2 separate regions of the Anser cygnoides genome follow, and region 2 is linked to region 1. A link is a contact called in public Hi-C data. All regions are on one chromosome and are shown on one strand. The core of a region is the stretch at or near the end of the contact, and the rest is flanking DNA. Distances in the headings are between cores, read along the strand shown. Region 1 overlaps CRADD (CASP2 and RIPK1 domain containing adaptor with death domain). Region 2 holds the start of UBE2N (ubiquitin conjugating enzyme E2 N).

The links. Hi-C and Micro-C count contacts between places; a contact is called where the count stands out from the background.
Region 2: a contact with region 1 is called in a Hi-C map of liver, with 6 times the contacts expected there. The contact joins the promoter of UBE2N here to the enhancer-like site in region 1. A contact is called at or near these places in 2 of 7 Hi-C or Micro-C datasets (both in liver).

The regions. Positions count from the first base shown.
Region 1 is chr1:48,876,015-48,881,405 of Taihu_goose_T2T_genome, reverse strand. All of the region lies in intron 2 of CRADD (CASP2 and RIPK1 domain containing adaptor with death domain), which reads left to right. Among named protein-coding and RNA genes, the nearest start is that of CRADD, 53 kb to the left of the region's middle. Within about 2 kb of position 3,380, at least 1 of the 3 cell types and tissues checked has open chromatin away from gene starts, as enhancers often do. A contact at or near this core is called in liver, where this site is marked.
Region 2 is chr1:48,972,600-48,978,096 of Taihu_goose_T2T_genome, reverse strand. UBE2N (ubiquitin conjugating enzyme E2 N) reads right to left here and starts at 2,204. Exons shown (of 4, transcript XM_066995095.1): 1 at 1,934-2,204. The coding sequence starts at 1,963.

The DNA of each region.
Region 1 (5,391 bases), core at 2,131-4,630:
ATTGTGGGAGTATGGTCTGATCTGGGATTAATAATCAGAGTCTGTCTGTGCCCTGCTCTCCAGTTTGGACTCAGGCGTGTTACGTTCGTATGCACAGTGCTCGACTTGTGAGGCAGTTGTCTGGCTGTGACGAAGACGTGGATCGGAGAGAACAGCTTCTAGGTTCTTGGCAAAGCCTTCTGGCTTTGCAAGCCCGCATGACCAGTTTGATTCACGCAGGAAGCATAAAAGGTGATCTCAAAGGACATAGCCCATCGGCAGCGGAGCAGAAGATGACAGACCAGCCATGATTTTCATATATGCTTTAATAGCTTTAATAAGTGGAACATAACTGCTGCCTGCTTGCAGAGCCAGATCACGAACTCCTTATCTTGTAAATCTCTATTGAGCTCGTGGGACTGACTAAAAACCCACAATATTTTCTGTAAGAAGAGATGCCTAAATTCAAGCGGCACAGCCAAATCTCAAATTAATTAGATTTTATAACTTAAGGGGGAGTTTAGGTTATCAGAATATAAAAGATTGCAGGATTTCTCTTTACTTTCAGCTGTATAGTTTTCTATTTAAGAGTTGCCAGCTTTCAGCTGCCAAGTTACAATTCAGATGAGGCTGAATTTCAGTAATAGTCAAAATTATTCTTAAACACAGCTTGTTTGTAGAGCTGTTTGGGACACATCAAAGACTTGTGTAAATGTTTTCTCTGAAGGTAGAGTATTCAGGTCAGATACATAATATGTTACTGGTGTCTTAAATTTAGGAATTTTCCTACACTTCAGTACTGTCTCTCCCTTTCAGTGTATCAGGTTCAGAAATGCAACTGATAGCCAACTGGCTTTTCTTTTAAGAAAGCTCAAAATCCTTGAACAAATTAACAAGTTGTGAGGGCTTCCAAAGGGAAATTGCCTAGACTGGAGTTTGTCTGAGGGGAGTTTGTCATCAAGAGGAATTCTCTGCCATCTAAGAAATCTTTCACCAGCAGTAGACATCCCTTACATAGAAAACACTGCCAAGCACTTATGGAAATATTTGAACTGGAAATGACTGACTAATTGATTGACTGGGCTTTTTCTACCACAGCCTTTTTTTTTTTTTCCTCTCCCCCCCCCCTTTTTTTTTTCTCTTTTTCAATCAGGCAGTTTAGAAATGAAAGACATTCCTGGCCACGACTGCTTACTCAATTGACTCAATTTTCCCTTTTCCTCCCTGGCTTCCGCTGGGATTGCTGCGACAGGGAAGTTTAATTGTGCTCTGTTTCAGACTCATCTCCTGCGGCTCAGGCCATGAGTTTTATTGGCCATTTGCAAACCCTCCCGAAACCACGGGTCTGAAGGGGAAATTGGCCCCGTAAGGCCTCAGAACTGACTCTTTTATTATCATCCTAAAAACTGTGCAGCGTGCTGGGGGTCGTGCGAGGGGTCAGGGTCATCCCAACCACGGGAGGTAACAGGCTGAGCGCGAACACCCCCAGCACCTGGGCAGGAGGCTAGAAAGCCCCGCGTGCTCTCTGTGTCGGAAGGCAGCCAGAAGAACGGCTTCACTAGCAGGGACGAGAGCTTGGAGCATCCTTCTGGGCACCGAGAGGTGTGGATTCAAACCGCAGGAATGAACGGTGGGTGCCGAGGGATGCTGGACGAAGTGGATCAGCGGCAGCACTGGTCCTCAGATCGTATTAGAGAGGACTGCAACGTTGCTTGCTTGTGAAATAAAGGGTTTGTTCAGCTCTGGAAGAGGCTTCTAGGCTGAGAACCCCAAACGGAGGCACCATCCTGGTAGCCCTCTGCGAGGTGCTTAAGGTCTGGAGAGGAGCATGGCTTGGTGTTTCTCATTCCTGTGAGTTGTTTCTCACACTGAGGGAGTCTCAACATCCAGGAAGGCACGTAAAGGCCCCATCAAAACCCAGTCCTTGAAATCTTGCAAGTCTGCATTTCCCACTTTACCTTTGTTCAGACCTCTGCAGAGCCCTTAGCTGTTTGGAGCAGTGTTCTCTTTTCATGTTAAGCACGCAGCACAATACCTTTCATCAACGTCTTTTCCCCGGAGCGCTGTTTACATGAAGCTTGTTCCTTTTAAGAGATGCAGAGCTTGCTCCTTTCAGAAGCCTCAAGTGATCAGCTTGCAGCACTTGAACAAGTTTCCCTGTCTGGGTGAATTCCAGAATAGAGAACTCGCCTTTGCTCGGTTTTTTCTCCCTAGCTGCTTTTCCCACAAGATGACACGTCAGGATGGGCAGGTGTCCCCCCTCTCAGGGAGTCTCCCTCCAGCCTCAGGAGAGATTAATTTTTTCAAGCTTTGTCAGCACTCCCTGAGAATGCTTCAGATTTTTCGCTCAAATAGTTCTTGTTTTGTTGCTGCAAGTTGCTGGTCATTTCATCCTCTGGTGAGATCGCTTTTTTTTTCCTCAGTGACAAGAAGTTTGGAATTGCCTTTTCTTTGACTAAGGCATTTTGCTTGTTCAGGCCTCTTTGCTTGTCCAGTGCTCTGCCCTTCAGGCAATGTGGTGCTTAACCCTCTGGCTCCCTGTTTAATGGTGCACGTCTCGTTCTCAAGGAGCACCTGGAGAAGAGAGAAAAGATGCCTTACAGGCATTTTGCAACAGTTTGAGAGGCTCTGAGGGGGACTGCGGTTCTCCTGTCTGGGTGGATCTGCTAGGGGCAATGGCACTGCCTTCCATGGCCACGATGCTTTTTCTCCCCTTAACTTCTTCTAATTCCTGGCCCCCTGAAATAAAGGCGAAATGAGACTCTATCAGCATCAGGATGCAAAGTCTGAGTGTTAGCAAACATTAAAAAAGGTTAATTTCCTTCAGTTCAAAGGAGCACCCAGAAGAAAACTGAGTACTGCAATGTGTGAACCAGGCTGTTAGCTCGGATACAGGGCTGTGAAGACTTAACCTTATGGCTATAAATTGCTACCAAGGCAGCTGCCAGATGCCTTTTCTCTGGTCTTGGTGGCAGGCAGCCTCGTGAGAGCTTTGCTGAACTTCTCTGCCTGCGAGGAGGCGGCTTGGAAGCGCTAGGACAACGGGCTGAGGACAGTTCATTGTATTTCAAATGTGGCATAATATTTGTTTCGTTTTTATAGCGCTGACTTGTCGAACTAAGTTAATGTATTTAAAACTGACATGTGACAGCTTTTTGATATAACGCGATTTCTAAATCAATCCTATCAGTTAAAAAAAGAAATATTTTAATGTAAGTTTACTTACAAGCAGTAATACCACCTCGGATTTCTAAGTCTGGAAGAATTTTAAAGCTGCCTCTGTATTTTTCTGTTGGACTGCGCATGCATAGGTTGCTGTATTTACGTACAGTCAGTGATGGCACCAGAGCCCAAATTTGGTTTTCATCACAGAATGTGCATTTCATGGTCACAAAAGGTGGAATGAGACCGGTCACTTTCACTTTCCTTTTTAAGGGCTATTTTTAATGTGCTTCATTTTCTGGCTCCCCTCCATTTGACCTGTGGTGTAATGTTTGGATTAGAGATGCTGCTGGGGAAACATTAAATCCAAACAAACTCCCTTCCACCCTGTTTTCTTGAAATCTTTCTTGGATAGTCACTAATACTCTTATTTTTTTTTCCATTACATTCTCTGCTAAACACAGACACACACTTGAGATCTCATGATTAGTAATTTCCCAAACCTAAAGCAGTTTTAAATGCTTTTTTGCCTGTTCTGTATTGGAGGGAAATTAGAAGCACCATGGTATTTGCTTTGATTTATTTTTCTTTGCTTTATTTATTTATTTATTTATTTATTTATTTATTGCTTTTCCTGAGGATGGGCTGGAAGAAGTGAGGAATTAGAAACCCTGGAAATTCTCGGCACTAACTTCAAAATAAACTTCTCCCCTTGGTAGCATGTCTGCCTATGAAGAGTGTTGAGTCGTTAAAGGGTTGGTCCCTTACACAGTGATGTGTGGAAGCTTTCCGTGTGACAGTGCCTTCAGTCACGCCTCAAGATGTATGAGTTCCTTCTTGCACAGCACGCTGATGTGTTCAGTCTTCCCGAAGCCACGCAGACCATGCAGATGCGATGCAGGCAGGCTCTGGGAACGTTTTGAAGAGGGATATTCCCATTTTGCAGAGAGCGTGGCGGAAGCTGAATGAAATATTCAAAGCTCACTATTAAGAATTTAATAAATGGATCCTCCTTGGCTGATTCCCCCACAGATACTGCCCAGCAGAGAAAGAAGCAAAGGTCAGAAGCGGAAGAGAATAGGAGAGCGAGCGATCAGGGCAGGATCAATGGCAAGCTCTGCTGTGGCCGTGTTCTGTCTGAATCCTCTCTGAAGCCAAGCTTCCTGAGAAGATACTGTATTTCTCTATCTTGCTTTATCCATCTTTTATTGTTTTATTTCAAGTCTCGTAAAATCAGCAACTTGGCAATGCAATAAAATCTCTGCTTGCTTTGTCCGTGTCCAACATAACTATATATCTTCCCCCTTACGCCCCACACCTGGGATAACACAACAAGGGTTCTCCTTCTCATGTCTTCACAGAGTGCCTTTGTTCCGGAATTTTAAAATCAAATCATTTACTTTTTATCCTGTTGTTGGATAAAATACGTATTTCACATGCAGCTTTGGTAACCCAAGTAACTTATGAGACTTACATTCTTCCTGCTGCTGCAGCATATTTTTTTCAGAAATATCTGGTTTGAGTTGATGAATCTGAGAACTATAATCTGTATTTTTATTATGAGCTTCTTGGCACTGGTATGTAATAAATTCACTTCATTACTCCATCCAAGAGAAATACTGTTGAGGGTCATGAATGTTTCATATCAATATCCTGTCTTTAATAAATCCTGGTCACTTCTGCAAAAAATCTGTCTGCGTTATGTTTTGGGATATTTGTGAGGAAAAATATGGAAAAATGAAATGTTTTAGTGTGCGACTTCCTTCCTTTTCACGGCCTCTGTCTCCTTTGTTTTCCTGATGGATATTGATCGTATGTGCTCACTCGTCCAGGCTGCAACTGCGCTTGGGAGTAGGAACTGAGTCAGTCCGTCCCTCCCTGTCCAAAATGCTCTAACCACTAGCATTTTAAAGCTTACCGGAGGAAGAAGAGGTGGTTACTGGAACTGGAGCCATCTGCCCTCTGAATCCTAAATTACTTGTATATAAAGCATTGCCCCATATTAAAGAGGTTCTAGCCTAAACTCGGTCACGATGCAAAAAGCTCGGGTTTAACAGGGAGGAATTGGACTGGTTATTCTCTATTTAGCTTGGATCCAGCTGCTCTCTGCCCCTACCCACCCTGTGCAGGCTGTTTCCCAATCCTGCTGGCACACGTGTTGGTCAGGACAGGGGAAAGCACAGTCACAAATGTCAAAGATTATCTGCTTTTAACAATTGCAATGATGGCAATCAAAGATCTTTCTCCGAG
Region 2 (5,497 bases), core at 955-3,454, 98 kb before region 1:
GCGCGAAGGCTGCACGTGGATCAAGGTGAAAAGGGCTTCTGCTAACAGGATCCGTAGTGAATTGGAGAGAAATGGCTTCTGGTGGAGCACCTTGTACTGCAGCTCTTTTAGCCTTCAGTAGCCCCCTTCTATCCTCTGACCCATCTTTCTCTCTTCCAGTTCCTTCCCTCATCTTTCAAATTCGCACTAGCAGCAAAGTTCATTTACTGCCCTTCATGTAAGGCAACCAACGTTGGGATATGTAACTCCTACATTAGGATCAGTAGGACAGCAAACATCAAATCCACCCTCATTTGAGACTCCTGAAGACTCAAGCGGACTTACTGCTAGGCCTGCACCTCTGCAGCTGTGATAGTTCAAAATACTGCTTTCTGCATTCAGGACTGCGATGACTAGCCAGATTCAAATCCTAGACCATACATACATCTGACGTCCTAATGCATGCACAGCATGGGAGATACAGAACGGGTCACCCAACACAACCAAATCAAGACTCAGAAGCTGTAGACTGCATGCAGACAACCCATAATGCATACACGGGGCACAACCCACAATACACACTGCCCTGTAACAGACATTACTCCTGGTAGAGTCTAAGGAAGACCCCTCTGGAGGAAATATGGAGCTTCCAGGACTCTGCTGGTAGGAGCATGTGCCCACCCATCCATCTCCACGGATGGGATAAAACATTCCTGTGCCATCACCTATCTCGGAAAAGAGCTGTGAGCATTGCTCTATATTTTTTTTCCAAAAGAAGCTGAAAAAACAAAAGTGCCAAGAAGGAAACGTATGTACCAGCTTACAAGTGGGTGCGCTTCTTGGCTGCGCGCAGGAAAATTGTCAAAAGCTACAGAAAAATCTAACATGGGCATCAGCTCCATGAGTGAGCTCTCACCACATCTCTGTGATGAATCCTGGTTCTGCTGTGTTATGAAACTGTTTTGTCGCACCTGAAATACGTTCAGCACTGTATGCTGTGAACCAAGGCAGCTAGATTACCAAAATCACTCTTGTAAGATGTGCCTTACGAATGCTTACGTTTCTGAGCAGCAGTCATAGTTTAACCGCTTTGATACACAATGAATCCTAAGCCCGTCTCATTTTTACCTCAACTCCTCTATCATCTATCCCATAAATCGATCGTTTTAACAACAATCCGGTTTTATTTTTGCATCATTAACTTGCCATGTTATGGTGTTTTATGGTGGCTGGCCGCTTTGCATGCCCAACCAGAAGAGCTTCCCAGCACCGCGAGTTATCTGTGACATTCATTCATTTGGAAGAGAAACGGGGCGCTACGATTTCCCCTGACTACTAACGAACCTTAATGCAGCAAGTTAGTAACCCCTGTAAAAGCAGTTAGCAGCCACGACTCGAGGACTTCAAACCCCACCGCTGCAGACAGAGCGGGGCTGGGGGGATTCAGCCCAGCAACCACCTACAGGGGCTGCAGGACCGGGCCACGGGGGGGCCGGCTGGGGGCACGCAGCAGCCCCTGTCCCCGCGCTGGGCGACTCCGCCTCGCTCAAACCACGCCGGAATCGCCCCCGAGGGCGGCGGGGAGCGCCCCGGGGCCGCAGCGGAGCCCGGCGCCCAGCCGCCAGCAGCAGGCCTCCGGCTCGCAGGCCCGGGCAGGCCCCCTCCGCCCGCCACGGCCCGCGCCCGCCCGGGCAGGGCCGAGCACCGCGGGGATGGGGGCCGGGCCCCGGGGCGTCCCCGCGCCGAGCCCCGCCGCGGGGGGGAAGGGAAGGGAAGGAAGGGAAGGGAAGGAAGGGAAGGAAGGGAAGGGGGGGGGGGGGGGGGGGGCGCGCATCCCGGTGCCCCCCGGGCGCAGCTCCCCGGGAGCGCGGCGGAGCAGCAGCGGGGCGGGCGGAGGGGACCCGGAGGGGAGGGGAGGGAAGGGGAGAGGCGGGCGGCGGTGCGGCCGCGGTACCTTGATGATCCTGCGGGGCAGCCCGGCCATCTTGTCTCGTCGGGAGCAGGCTCGCGGGCTCGCCTCCGCCCGGGGATCGCGCACAGCCGGAAGCCGCCCGCGCCGCGCTTCCGCTGGCACCGCCCTCGGCGCGGCACGACGGGCAATGTAGGCCCCGGCCGGCCGCGCGCGGGGAGCGGGCGCTGCCCGCAGGGCCGCACCCGGCCGCGCCCCGCAGAGCCCGGGGCGCCGCCCGGCGCTGGCGGGGCTGGGGTTTCCTCGGCCTGTCGGTGGGATAACGCGTGCTATTCCTGATTTCAGCCGCTAAAGTGTCGCAAAAGCACCTCCAAACGTACTGCCTTTGTGTTACTCAAGCCCTCCAAGTGGATTTTCATCCTTCTTGACAGACAAATGCCGTAGAAGTTAGAGGTCACTTACACAAACACCATTATTTCTCGAGCATCCCATGACACCCAGCTGTACAGCTGCATTCCAGCAGTAACACCCAGCGTTATCGCTGCTGTACGGGTGGGAAATAAAAGCACGGAAAGGTGAAACCACCGCCAGAGGTTACCGAGCAGGCTAGCAGCACGGCCAGGAACAGGATGCTGCACGCACAATTCCCTGTCAAGTGTTTTCTCCCAGGTCATGAACAGGACTTCTAGATGGCCTATGCCATGGTGGAAAGGAAAGGTCTCTGACACTGGCAAATCCTGACTGCATAACTGCTGACACATTCCTACCACAGGTACTGCCAACGTGTTCTATGTCCTAAAATTTAAGCATTTATATCAACGCATATTGTGTGGCTACAATAACATGAAGCACGTGTCAGATGTGGTGCACCTCCCTCCTTAGGATTAATTAACAGAACATCCTGAGCAGGAAGGACCCACAAGGAGCATCGAGTCCAGCTCCTGGTTCCACACAGGACAACCCCCAAATCAATCACATGTCTGAGAGCATTGTCCAAACACTTCTCCAAATGCATGCTCACTGCCGTGACCGCTGCCATGGGGAGCCTGTCCCAGTGCCCGACCACCCTCTGGGTGCAGAACCTTTCCCTAACCCCCAGCCTGACCCTCCCCTGTCCCAGCTCCATGCCGTTCCCTCGGGTCCTGTCGCTGTCCCCAGAGAGCAGAGCTCAGCGCCTGCCCCTCTGCTCCCCTCATGCAGGCTACCATGAGGCCTCCCCTCAGTCTCCTCTAAGCTGAAAACTTCACCCTCCCCACAATACTTCCCCAAAACTTACCTAGTTTTCCTTCTTTATCCTTCTCGCTACAGAAGGCAACTAACAACTACATTGTTCTACACTATTTGATCTCCTTAGCTGTTGAATAAAGCAGTAATTCCAATAAATTCATGAATAAATTCATGAGAAAAAAAAAAAAACCATAATTGCTGTGCACTCTTATGTACATGTTTGTCCCTTTAAACACTTAGTTGCTCTGCTAAATTAATGGATGTAACTTTCTATGAAGTCAATAAAATCAACAATAACGTGACATACAGCAAGAAAAGTGCATGGAAGCACATTTGCAGAATTGGAGCTTAAAGGATTCATCAATAACACACCCTCATCCTGCAGTGGAGAAGGGTGAGTTCATTTGCATTCATTACTGAGCTTGTGAAATGGCTGTGTTTAGATGTGGTCCTTCAGCAAAGTCCGGTCTTGCTAGTTATACCTATTTTTAATTCTTTAATTGTGGATTTTCCTTTTTACTTTATTACAGCTTGTTGCTACTACTAAACTAGACTGAGTGTATACTTTTGTGTACTCAGTGCCTTCGTAGTACTTGCCATCTCATCCAAAAAAGGTGAAATGATGAGCTCTAGCAAAGAAAAAAAAAAAAAAGTAAGGTGGAAAAAAGCCTTTCTAAGATAATGTGTTTCTTCAGCTGGATGTTTGCTTTTTTTTTTTTTTTTCCTAGCTTCATATATTACAGTATCTATAGCATATCTGGTGCCTTACAGTAAACAATTATCATCTAGGCTGCTAGGGCTCTCCTTCTAAGGATGCACAGTGCTTTAGTGTTTGATTCTGGTGGCAGCAGTCTTGGCGATTTACTAGTTGGTTGAGTTTTTTCACACAGAGATGTGAAATCCCTTCCAAATGACGGTAGCACAGCTTCCTACCCCTCTGCAGGAGCAAATAGTCTAAACAAAAAGTATTGCATTCGAGACATTCTTTGCATGGGCAAAAGTAAACCTCAGACCTGGGCTCACATGGGTGGTTTAGATCTTGTGTGGTACGAAAACTGCTCTTGAGGAAACCTTGTTTATTTTGAAGAATTTTGAGGCTACATTTAAGAGCCATATGTAGAACTCATATCTTCACAAATGAAGGATTACTTCGCAGTAAATTATAAAAGCCATAAACGCAGTAATGCCTTCTCAAAATGTCTGCCCCTTGGGAAAGCAGTGGCATTGGTGCAAATGAATTAACATAATCTAGTGATGACCACAATGTACTGCTGATCTATACAAATAACTGCTTACCACTGAGCAGTATGAGAATGGGTTATAGAATCTAATTGCTTTTGAGAAAAGGGATTACAGCAAACTTTGCTTAGGGAGGCAGGAGAGAAAACTGAGGACAGAAGGTTAGTTAAAAGAGGACATTAACATTCATATAATCTTGCAGCTTCATGAATAACTGCACATATTTGTAATCATGTTGCTATGACACCCAGTAATAACGAGGAGTCTTCATTTTGAATTAGCAGGTATGCTGACATGCAGAAGGAATGCATATGTTTAGGTTATTTTAAAAATTGTTCTCTCCATGTTGTGTAAATTTCACATAATACAATGGACAGCTAAGGGACCAAATGGTCCCATTTCACCCTTCCTGTGCCTTCACCTTCACCTATGCCAGTAACCCAGAAACCCAAGTATGTACTTGTCAGCATCAAACAGATATCAGGATATAGCTGGAGAAATTAAAGGCAGCAATTCCTTGTGAATTTTGCAAAAATGGACAGACAAAAGATAGAAAAGCTTTTGGTAGTCCCAGTGGGAGAAACTCTCAATGACTCCAATACTTATTACACATCAAAGAATCTTCAGTGTGTCACAAATTTGAAGTAATTAGAACTGATTTATCTTTTTACACTGCTTGCAGAATTACACATTTTTCCTTGTTTCTGTCTTCTCTCTTTCTCCACCCCCCACCCCCTTCCACCTTCTAGCCTTCTCCTGGAATACTGATCATTAAAGGACTGCCATAAATGGAGAAAAAATATAGGCCAAAAGATGCTTTTAGGATCAGTGTGAGTAAAAAGCCACACAGCTCCTTGAAAGTGCTGGAACTTCTGCTCTGTAAACCTTGCCCCATGTCTGCTAGATGCAGCAACAGTAGAGCATAGTTGACTTAAATGCTGATGAATGTTGTATGTGGTGTTCTCTTACAAGTGTTGCAGACCAGGAATCTCACTTGAGTCTGTGGCTGCAGCAAGTTGGTCTGGCAAGCTATTACGTTTGAATAGTTTTCATTGCTCAGCAAGTGGCCTGCCACATCCTGGGGAAGCTGCAGTTTTCATGATGCCTCTCTTTCTGGCTTTTAGGAAGATGTTTTTGTAGTCC